Linked DNA regions of Rattus norvegicus: region 1 is linked to region 2. A link is a contact called in public Hi-C data. All regions are on one chromosome and are shown on one strand. The core of a region is the stretch at or near the end of the contact, and the rest is flanking DNA. Distances in the headings are between cores, read along the strand shown. Region 1 holds the start of Rfng (RFNG O-fucosylpeptide 3-beta-N-acetylglucosaminyltransferase). Region 2 holds the start of P4hb (prolyl 4-hydroxylase subunit beta).

Evidence for each region. Hi-C and Micro-C count contacts between places; a contact is called where the count stands out from the background.
Region 1: a contact with region 2 is called in a Hi-C map of prefrontal cortex, with 4 times the contacts expected there. The contact joins the promoter of Rfng here to the promoter of P4hb in region 2. A contact is called at or near these places in 2 of 12 Hi-C or Micro-C datasets (kidney and prefrontal cortex).

The regions. Positions count from the first base shown.
Region 1 is chr10:106,545,126-106,550,513 of GRCr8, reverse strand. It overlaps Rfng (RFNG O-fucosylpeptide 3-beta-N-acetylglucosaminyltransferase), which reads left to right and starts at 1,870. Exons shown (of 8, transcript NM_021849.2): 1 at 1,870-2,191; 2 at 2,331-2,379; 3 at 2,786-2,888; 4 at 2,989-3,142; 5 at 3,411-3,499; 6 at 3,581-3,746; 7 at 4,049-4,134; 8 at 4,222-4,971. The coding sequence starts at 1,916. The coding sequence ends at 4,303. It overlaps Gps1 (G protein pathway suppressor 1), which reads right to left and starts at 1,593. Exons shown (of 14, transcript NM_053969.3): 1 at 1,362-1,593; 2 at 893-985; 3 at 112-293. The coding sequence starts at 1,511.
Region 2 is chr10:106,345,327-106,350,443 of GRCr8, reverse strand. P4hb (prolyl 4-hydroxylase subunit beta) reads left to right here and starts at 3,533. Exons shown (of 11, transcript NM_012998.2): 1 at 3,533-3,832; 2 at 4,766-4,972. The coding sequence starts at 3,682. It also overlaps the pseudogene LOC108352167.

The sequences.
Region 1 (5,388 bases), core at 621-3,120, 200 kb before region 2:
TACAGGCTTTCACCTGCTATCAGTGCATCACAGGTGAAATGCTGGGCCAGAACAACCACGGCCAGCCCAGCTCCGGTCACTTGCCTCCCCTGCCCCCCAAAGCTTACTTGCCTGGTAGCCTCAGAGAGCTTCCGGTGTATCTCTTCATACATGTCCACATTGAAGGTCCTCTGCACGAAGGACAGAGCCATTTTCAAGGCCTCCACTCGCAACGGAGGGCAGCGGTCAGCAATAAACTGTAGCCGCTCAATACGCATCAGACCACTGTAGCTGGCTGCATACTGCTCCAGATCCTTGTGGGGAGGAGGGGATAAGAGGGTCAAGTGGGGGGTTGGGGATTTAGCTCAGCGGTAGAGCGCTTGCCTAGCGAGCGCAAGGCCCTGGGTTCGGTCCCCAGCTCCGGAAAAAAAAAAAAAAAAAGAGGGTCAAGTGGGGTAAGCAAGGACCTGACCACCTGAGCACAACAGTAAGTCTTCACCTGCGTCCTGGGATCACATTTAGATGCTGGGAAGACACCACAGGAGTGTGTGAATTAAAGACCTTCAGGACCAAGCTCTGCACTGGGAAACGGAAGCATGAGCATACGCTACCTAACAAGTGATGGATGCTGGGCTAAGAAGAGAGGAAAAGTGTGTTGGCTGCAAATAGAGCTTTGCTTCACACTGTTGACTTGACGGGACTGTTCCCTGTGGAGAAGTGGGTGCAGGGTCTTAGAACTGCCTGAGAACCCAACATAGGTGGGCAAACGAAAAACCAGTTTCCTGGCTTAGAGAGATGTGTCTAAAGCGGTTGCTAAAAGCATCAACTGTCCTAGGACATACAGTGGGAGTCTGACTTGGACCCCTCAACACATCGAAGCTGCCAGCAGTCCTCCGCCACACAGGATCCATACCAGGGTGGGGTTCTCCACCACGTAGTTGACATCAGGTGCGTTCTGGGGATCTTCCTGCGGATCTACATCAATCTGCATGGGTTCCACGGCCCCCTGCAAAACAGAAGGAGCTCCTTGACGAAAGGCACCAGGGTGAGCAGAGTTTCCCCCATCAGCTCTGCCCACGATTTCTCAAGGCAAAACTGCACTGGGCTTCCACAGGTGCTGGCAGCCAAGTGCCGTCTTCAGCTCTCCCACCCAGGTCCTGGGCACAACACTGACTACAGGAACCGTCAAGCATTCCCAGCCGCCATCCCGATACAGCTTCCTCTAGGCCACAGAGAATGAAATAGATTGCCACCCTATCTTCATAAATCAAGAGAGTCAAAGCAGACAGGTCACGATGCGGAAGAGGCTGGCCGAGGACTCGAGGGGCCAGGGCCTCGAGCGACATCGAAAGAGCCGCTACACGGTAGGCGCGCAGCTATACCTCGGAAAGTAGCGTGCAGGCCGACAGGCTGGCGCTCAGGCTGTAGTCGCCCGACGTGCCGGGCCGCAAGTCTGACCTGCTGTGCGCAGGGCTGCGGCTCAAGTCGGAGGCCGACGACGAGGCAGAGCTGGGCGCCGGGCTGCCCCGCATCTTGGCCTGACGCACCTCTCTGAGAGGCCAGCACCCGCACGAAAAGCGTTGGCGCGCGAGGCGGGGGCGGGGCGGGGGCCGGGGCCCAGAGCGGCCCGCGAGGCAGGCGACGCTCACGCGCCCAGGCCAGAGCTGCGGGCCCCGCCCCGCTCGCCGCCAGCCCCGCCCACCAGGCTCGATCCGGACCGAACGGCCACGCGGCGAGCGCAGTTACCAACCCCTACCTGCAAGTTAAACACCTGAACCGGCAGCGGCATCTTCCACCCCCGGTGCCGCAGCGACGTTCACTTCCGGGGCGGCGCGTCCGTCAGTTCCGGGTCAAGGCTCGGGGCGGGGTGCTGTCACTCTTAAAGGGGCCGCCGCAATCGCAGGCGGGCGCCCAGCGCCCGGGCCTGGGCGATCGCATGAGCCGTGTGCGGCGAGTGCTGTGCCGGGCCTGCCTCGCGCTGGCCGCGGTCCTGGCTGTGTTGCTGCTACTACCGCTGCCGCTACCACTACCGCTGCCGCTGCCTCGCGCTCCCGCACCAGACCCAGGTCGTGTCCCGACCGGGAGCCTGACCCTCGAGGTCTCCCGCCTGCAACCGGACGACGTCTTCATTGCAGTCAAGACCACTCGGAAGAACCACGGCCCGCGCCTGCGGCTGCTGTTGCGTACCTGGATCTCACGAGCCCCACGGCAGGTGTGCGCCCCTTCCCCCTCCTTGTAGGTTCCTGGATTCCAAACTGGCGCCCCCCTGTGCCCCTAACCCCGGGGCTTCACACCTGCCCCGAGACCCACTCACTGGATCCTCTGACGCCTCACGGTGTTTTCTTCCACAGACGTTCATTTTCACCGATGGAGACGACCCTGAGCTCCAGCTGCTGGCAGGTGAGACGCTCCCCTGGGCTGAGTTGTATCTACTGGGGCCATTCATTCCTGTGTCAGGCATTTGACTAGTGTCACAGAGCTAGTGTTACAGAGCCAAGACACCCATCCATTGCCAGTCTATCTCCCAACACCCATCCTTCTAGTCATCAGATTCCCCACCCTGCCCCCAGTTCCTGACAGGGTGCTGTGGCCAATGTCACCCACATTCCCTGAGGAAGGCCCAGCAGCAGTCACCTGCCAAGTCTTGTCCTGTTTCCGCCTGTGCTGTCATCTGCTTCAGAATGAGGGCTGGCTGCGGTAGGGCTGCATTGGATCTAGCCCAGTGGCTGGACAGGCATATTCCAGCCTAAACCTAAGGAGGCAACCTAGAAGTCAGCACTCACATTGCCCGTTTCCAACCGTGCAGGCAGCCAAATGATCAACACCAATTGTTCCGCTGTGCGAACCCGCCAGGCGCTGTGCTGTAAGATGTCAGTGGAGTATGACAAGTTCATAGAGTCTGGACGGAAGTAAGTAACCTCACCCCTCAGACAGCCAGGACCGAGCAGTGTGGGGGCTCCCACCCACACTGGGGGGCCTCAGTGCATAGGCCTCTCCCTCCACCTTCAGATGGTTCTGCCACGTGGATGATGACAACTACGTGAACCCCAAAAGCCTGCTGCACCTGCTTTCCACCTTCTCTTCCAACCAGGACATCTACCTGGGGCGACCTAGTCTGGACCACCCCATCGAAGCCACAGAGAGGGTCCAGGGCGGTGGCACCGTGAGTGCTGGGCTAAAATCCTCCTAGGGCTGAAGAGTGAGAAAACTCTAAGATAGGCCAAGTACTCTGGTTCCAGACCCCCAAGGAACCATCAAATCAGGTCCAGCAATAGAGAAGGGCGTAGAGGCCACGGGTCAGAAAACCCCTTGTGCCTTCCGCAGACTCCTATATGGTGGCCTAGGATAACAGTAACAAGACTCCTGGAGGGTTGAGGGTAAGGAACCCCATCCTGGGCAGCCCTGATTGATCAACCTTTTCCCTTTTCCAGTCAAACACAGTGAAATTCTGGTTTGCTACTGGTGGGGCTGGGTTCTGCCTGAGCAGGGGCCTTGCCCTCAAAATGAGCCCGTGGGCCAGGTAAGTGGGAGACTGGGAGCCCAGCTGCCTGTTTTTGGGGGTGGTAAGGACTGTAGAGGTGCTAACTAGCCTCCCCTCCAGCCTAGGCAGTTTCATGAGCACAGCAGAACGGGTTCGACTGCCTGACGACTGCACGGTGGGATACATTGTGGAAGGGCTCCTGGGTGCCCGTCTGCTTCATAGCCCCCTGTTCCACTCCCACCTGGAGAACTTGCAGAAGCTGCCGTCTGGTGCTGTTCTGCAGCAGGTAAAAGACGCTCCAGCCTGGGTCAGCTTGGCTCCCAAGGGGTCTCCCAGTTGTGCAGAACTCAGGAGAGGGCTAGCCTCAGGATTTCCTTGTCCCTGGGGAGGAGGGGCGGACCCTGGGTGGAGACTTTGCCTGCTGGATGAAGCACCCTCAGGAACCTGTGCATGGCAAGTCTCATGGGGCTCTTTATGAAGGGCCACTGCCCTGCTTCCCTAAGCCTGAGGGGTGAGTGAAATTTCCTCTAGCAGGTGGAGGACCCAGGAGGAAGAACTGACCCTCACCCTCCCCGGTTCCCCTCCCAGGTTACCCTGAGCTATGGGGGTCCTGAGAACCCGCACAACGTGGTGAATGTAGCTGGAAGTTTCAGCATTCGACAGGACCCTACACGGTGAGTGGGCGCTGGAGGCTTTTGGCCTGGAGGACTCTGGCGCCAGCCCCTACCTGGCAGATCTGAGGTGACTCCTTTCCCTGACAGGTTTCAGTCAGTGCACTGCCTTCTCTACCCAGACACCCACTGGTGTCCTATGAAGAACAGGGGTAAGGAAGCTTTTCAGTAACTGGTGACCCCCGGTGGCTGCTTTACCTGGCTCCCTCAGGCCTTGGATTCAGGCAGTCAGCAGAAGCTGCTTGAAGGCCTCCCATGACCTCGGTCCTGGTTGGACACCAGGTACCTTGGGAAAATGAGACAACCGGGCTGTGCCTGCTGAGATCATCCAGGAAGAGAGAGAAGGGCCAAGCTGCTGAGACATTGACGCCTCTAGCCAAGCCCAGAGGTCCTTCTCGTGGATAAGGTCTACTACCCCAGCTACCCCATGACTGTGGCCCAGGAGGGGACTGGTTCCCAGCCTCCCACAGCTGCAGCCTGTCCTCGACTGCAGAAGATGGTGCCAACGGGTTGGCCATTAAGGGGTGGGCTTCAGACCTGGCCACTGGCTCTTGCTGGAGGGCTCAAAGAGCTACCACTAAAGCCAGAATGCTCAGACTGTGTGGCCGGTGGACACTGAGGACCAGCTTCAAGGCTGTGCTCCCACGCAGGGCTGTTGTTCTTCCATTACCCCCATCCTTCCTCTAACCTGGTATTCAGGATGCTTCCCCTCTGAGCTTCCCATCACTAGAGCCTCTCCTTTGGGCTCCTCAGGAGCAAGATGCAGGCCCATCAGCTTTTACAGGGGTTCCCCATGGGGAAGTGGTTACAGTGTTGTTGAGTAAAGGCTTGTCATTCTTAGTGTGGTTCCTCTTGTCATAAATGACCCAGACCCCTGGCAGCTCAGCTCTTCAGAGGTCCACACACAACACCTCAATCTCCAGGAAGGCCCGTTCCTGCAGCACTGCCCACCTCCTCAGCCTTCCATGCTGTAAGGTCAAGCAGGACAACGTCTTTCTCAACACGCGTGACGGAACCACTGATACACATATGTCAGCATGGCTGCCATGTGCAGAACTGTGCCTGAGTAGTACTAAGGCTGGTGTGGGCACAGATGTCATGTATATGGGTATGCTGGTTATATGAGAGTGTAGGCATGTCTGCTATGCACATGGCTCTACCTTGGTACACGGCACTGTATGGTCACATGCATAATGTCTGTGTGAATGTGCTGAGAAAGGGTGTGTATCGTGAACTCTGGTGTGTGTGTGTGTTGCT
Region 2 (5,117 bases), core at 2,284-4,783:
TTCTCTGGGGGCTTGTTAATCTCTCTCTCTTTTTTTTTTTTTTTCTTTTTTTCCGGGGCTGGGGATCAAACCCAGGACCTTGCGCTTCCTAGGCAAGCGCTCTACCACTGAGCCAAATCCCCAACCCCGGCTTGTTAATCTCTTGTGCTCCTCATCCCCCGGCCGATTATCAGCAACCAAACGCCTCAATCCGTGAGCCTGGAACCTTTCCCATGCTGTTTAGAATCCCCTCTCACTCACTAAAGTCTGTAGTGATGGGCAACGCCCGTAAAAGGAACAATATTTTTCCATGTTTTGATTTACTGCCCGGTTATTAAAGATACAATGACTTAAAAAACAAACAAACAAACAAACAAACAAACAAAACAGAACTCACAATGCAGGAGGGACTGTTGGCTGTGTAGAAGGCCAGTGCAGAGATAGACATTTGCAGACCTTCATTAGTCCAAGATTCTGTGATCATCAGGAGCACCTCAGCGCTGCCCCTTCTGTTCATACAATGTCAGCAGCCCTACTCTGTTATCTGGATATGGGGCAGCTGCCTGTACTGAGAGCTTTATCCATCCTGTGTCTGACACTGGCAGCCCAGAGACAAGCTGAGAGTCACTTCTGGTTCTGAAGGCAAGTTGTCTTTAAACTATCATATTCAACACCCACTATTAAAACATCCCACCCTGGGGTTGGGTATTTGGCTCAGTGGCAGAGCGCTTGCCTAGGAAGCGCAAGGCCCTGGGTTCGGTCCCCAGCTCCGAAAAAAAGAACCAAAAAAAAAAAAAAAAAAAAAAAAAAAATCCCACCCTAGCGTTTAGTACCAAAATCCTGAAAAAAATTTTTATTTATTTATTTTTTTTTTGAGAAAAGGTCTCAAGTAGCTCCTGGTAGTCACCAGGTATAGTGGAACATACCTGTAATTCCAGTGATTTAGGAGGTAGAGGCAGTATGGTTGCTGAAAGTTTGAGGCCAGGCTGGTCTATACAGTGAGTTTCAAGACAATATAGGGCTACAGAGAAGAGAGGTAGGGGAGACTGTCTCAAAAACAAGACAGAGAGAATTAATCCACCTGCTTTTCTAAAGTACTGGGATTATAAGGGAATGCTGCTATACCAGCCAACTTTCTTTTCTTTTTTTTCTTTTTCGGAGCTGGGGACTGAACCCAGGGCCTTGCGCTTGCTAGGCAAGCGCTCTACCACTGAGCTAAATCCCCAACCCCCTTTCTTTTCTTTTTTAAAGATTTATTTATTTTATTTATAAGAATACACTATAGCTGTCTTCAGACACACCAGAACAGGGTATTAGATCTCTGTTACAAATGGTTGTGAGTCACCATGTGGTTGCTGGGAATTGAACTCAGGACCTCTGGAAGAGCAGTCATTGCTCTTAACTCCTGAGCCCTCTCCAGCCCACCAGCCAACTTTCTTTTTTTTTTTTTTTTTTTTTCTTTTTTTTCGGAGCTGGGGACTGAACCCAGGGCCTAGTGCTTGCTAGGCAAGCGCTCTACCACTGAGCTAAATCCCCAACCTCACCAGACAACTTTCTAAACCTCTCTCTCTCTCCCTTCCTCCCCTCCCCACCCCCTACTTTTTTGAGGCAAGGGTTTCTCTGTGCAATCCTGGCTGTCCTGGAACTTGCTCTGTAGACCAGGGTGGCCACACACAAATCCAACTTTTTCTACCTCCTGATTACTGGGATTAAAGATTTGTGCCATCATTGCCTGGCTTTTATTTCTGGCTCCAAATAATGGTTTCTAAAACAACTCAAGGTAACTACAAGAACAATAGGAGGCAGCAGCAGATATGAAGCAATTTCCATCATTTCTAAGTGCAGGAAATGTGTACTGGCACTTCAGATAGGCAGAGAAAAGACCAAGCACCTAGCCAAGCTGCTGCCGAACTAGGTACTCTTCCAGGACAGATTCATTCATAGCCCTCTTTAACCTGTAAAGTCATACTGTATACACGTGAAAGTTTTCCAGTGAGCACAACCAGTATCTGACTGTCACTCTTCCTACATTAAATGGGGTTGGGGCCCAGAGGACTTGGTCTTCAACAAACTCATAGGTAAGGGAAGATCCATGTAGGAACTGTGACACATGTCCTTACAAGAAGCTACAGCCAGGCAGTGGTGGCACACACCTTTGATCCCAGCACTCAAGGAGGCAGAGGTAAATGGATCTCTGAGTTCGAGGCCAGGCTGGTGTCTATTGAGTGAGTTCCAGCGCTACACAGGGAAGCCCTGCTTTGAAAAAACTAAAACAACAAAAAACTATCAAAATACAAAACCATATACCATATTTCTGCTTTTACCATTTCTGAGAGCAGTATATTATTAGTCATTGTATACACTTAATATTTGAGTGTTTTCCTTTTCTAATGACCCTTGACTATCAGGATAGTGTTTGTGGTGGGAAGTGAAAAAAGAGGAGGCTGCTAGAATGAGTGAGCCAAGCGCTCTCGGGTGGGGGTGGAGAGCAGGTCGGATATCAGTCATTGAGCAGTAAAGGATGGACCTTTGTCAGGGATTGCTCATAGCTGTAACCACAGCACCCAAAAGGTTGGGGGAGATCTTGAAGAATTTCAAATTCGAGGCCAGCTTACGTAGTGAGTTCCAAGTCACTTCGGGATTGAGACACAATGTAGATGGTGAATCTGGAAAAGGAGGTCCAACCGAGATAAAATGTGAATCTCCTACGTAATATAAAGGCTGACTTACAGAAGCCAAACTTTATTATTATTCGACCAAACGAACATAAGTGCCATTTCAACATGTAGTCAATAAAGTCGATGACAAACTGCTTTCTCCACTTCCCCAGCGGGTTTCCGCAGAAGTCTTGGGCACCCCATTCCGGTAAACTGGAGCCTCGGATAACCAAGGGTCGAAATGGGAGAAACGTGCCCGCAGCCTGTGGAGACCCCTGGCTGCAACTGCGAGGCCCGCTAACCGGTGACAGCTGACGCAGTCGGGCAAAGCACAGACTCCTGAACCCTGGGGGAACATCGCCCAGGACCTGGGCAGGGGCTGCACGAGCTGCACGCGCACCGGAAATGGCCTCCCCTGACTTCCTGGCGGCGACTTGGGGGCGGTCCCAGTACAGAAACGCGGTCCAGTCAGAATGCAACACGAGGGGCTTCGGAAGCGCAGGCGTAGCTCCGCCCAAAGGCCCGGGACTCCTCCCACTGCCACGTTCGACGGAGAATCGCGCTGGGTACGCGCATCTCTCGGCCAATCAGGAGCCACACGGCCGGGCAGCGGAAAGCATCTGCCATTCCGGACGTGTGAAAGGCGTGGGAAAAGTCGCCAGTCAGAAGTCCAGAAAGAGAAAGTTCGCCTCCGCCAGCGAATCAGAGGCAGGGGAACGTAGAGTTTGTGCGCGCGCGCGCGCGCACTGTGGCCAATCCGAGGCAAGAACTGAAAGGCCTCCGGGTCTTTTCCCATTTCGTGGCCCAGCCTTGACTGGGTGTCCAGTCCTCGCCCGGCGAGGGCGGGTCTCTTAGCTCCTCGGCCAATCGAAGGGCGCTGCAGGGCGCATGCGCACGGCAGGTGACGCGCGCAGTAAGGGGGAGGCGTGGGCGCGTCCCCGACCCAGGATTTATAAAGGCGAGGTCTGGACCGACGCGCGCTCTCGTCGCCTTGGCTGTCCCGGCGGCGCCAACCTAGCTGCCCCGCCCGCTGCCGACGTCCGACATGCTGAGCCGTGCTTTGCTGTGCCTGGCCCTGGCCTGGGCGGCTAGGGTGGGCGCCGACGCTCTGGAGGAGGAGGACAACGTCCTGGTGCTGAAGAAGAGCAACTTCGCAGAGGCGCTGGCGGCGCACAACTACCTGCTGGTGGAGTTCTGTGAGTGCGCCGCGGGCCAGGCCGGGCGGGGAGGGCCCCTTGTCCACAGATTACTAAGGGCCGCCCTCGGCGGCACCCAGCCCTGTCCTGCGTGGCCAGCCCCTCTTGAGTACGGTGGCCCGTAGCCCTCAGTTTGCCCCTTGGAGCACGGGCTGGCTGGTCCCGGAGCTGCACCTCGCGGGTAACACCTACTGTCAGCTTCGCTGTTCCCAGTTTTCCCAAGAGCATCCTTCCTACCCAAGTGGAAGTCGTTGTAGTAAGGACTCCTTGAGGGTGACTGCAGGGCTGAGAATCAAGAAGGTGTCTTTGTGCACTACTTCCACATGGCCAGAACCTTCTGTTAGCCGGGGAAAACAGGATGGGCTGTGTGAGCAGTTAGCAATTCCGATAGAGTAGATCCAACCCTATATACTATGTCCACTCTACCTGTTACCTGGCGTATTCTCCTCGCCGGGAAGCCAGCCAGATCCTAAGCCTTTACTTCTACTTACAAGAGTGTGAGTCCCAATGCAGCTGCCAGGCTACTTGACAGATTGTCACATTCCCACACTAGAAGAACAGCTTTGGATCAGCATCTGGGCATGTTCTTGCTAGGTATAGTGCTGGGCCAGCAACTGTTAAACTTTTCCTAGATTCTGAGTGGTAAATCCTAAAGATACACTGACCCTGATTGCTTGGGGCAGTAGGAAGTTACAAGTCAGGATTATTTTGCAGTGCTGGTGGTCACAGGGCAAAGTAGGGATTGGGGTTGGTTTGTCACTTGTGGCCTCTGTCCTGATATTGCCCAAGAGCACCAGCTATCAGCACAGTCTCCTATATTCGTTAAGAGGGGTTATCTTGGTGTGCTGATAAGGTTTTTATGAAAGGAAGTACAAAGGGAAGAAATAGACCTGGATGGAGGACTGCCTTCCAGTGTCCTGGTTTCTTTTACAGATGCCCCATGGTGTGGCCACTGCAAAGCACTGGCCCCAGAGTATGCCAAAGCTGCTGCAAAACTGAAGGCAGAAGGCTCTGAGATCCGACTAGCAAAGGTGGACGCCACAGAAGAGTCTGACCTGGCCCAGCAGTATGGTGTCCGTGGCTACCCCACAATCAAGTTCTTCAAGAATGGAGACACAGCCTCCCCAAAGGAATATACAGGTGTGACCCTAGCACTACCCTCTAATGGCTGTAGGCTTTGGGAGCAAAACCAGAAAGTAAGTCTTAGAAGTAGGAACCTTCTCAGAGGCTTAGAGAGAGCCTTCTCTCAAGTGGGTCCTATACCAACTCTTGCATCTCAGAGCTA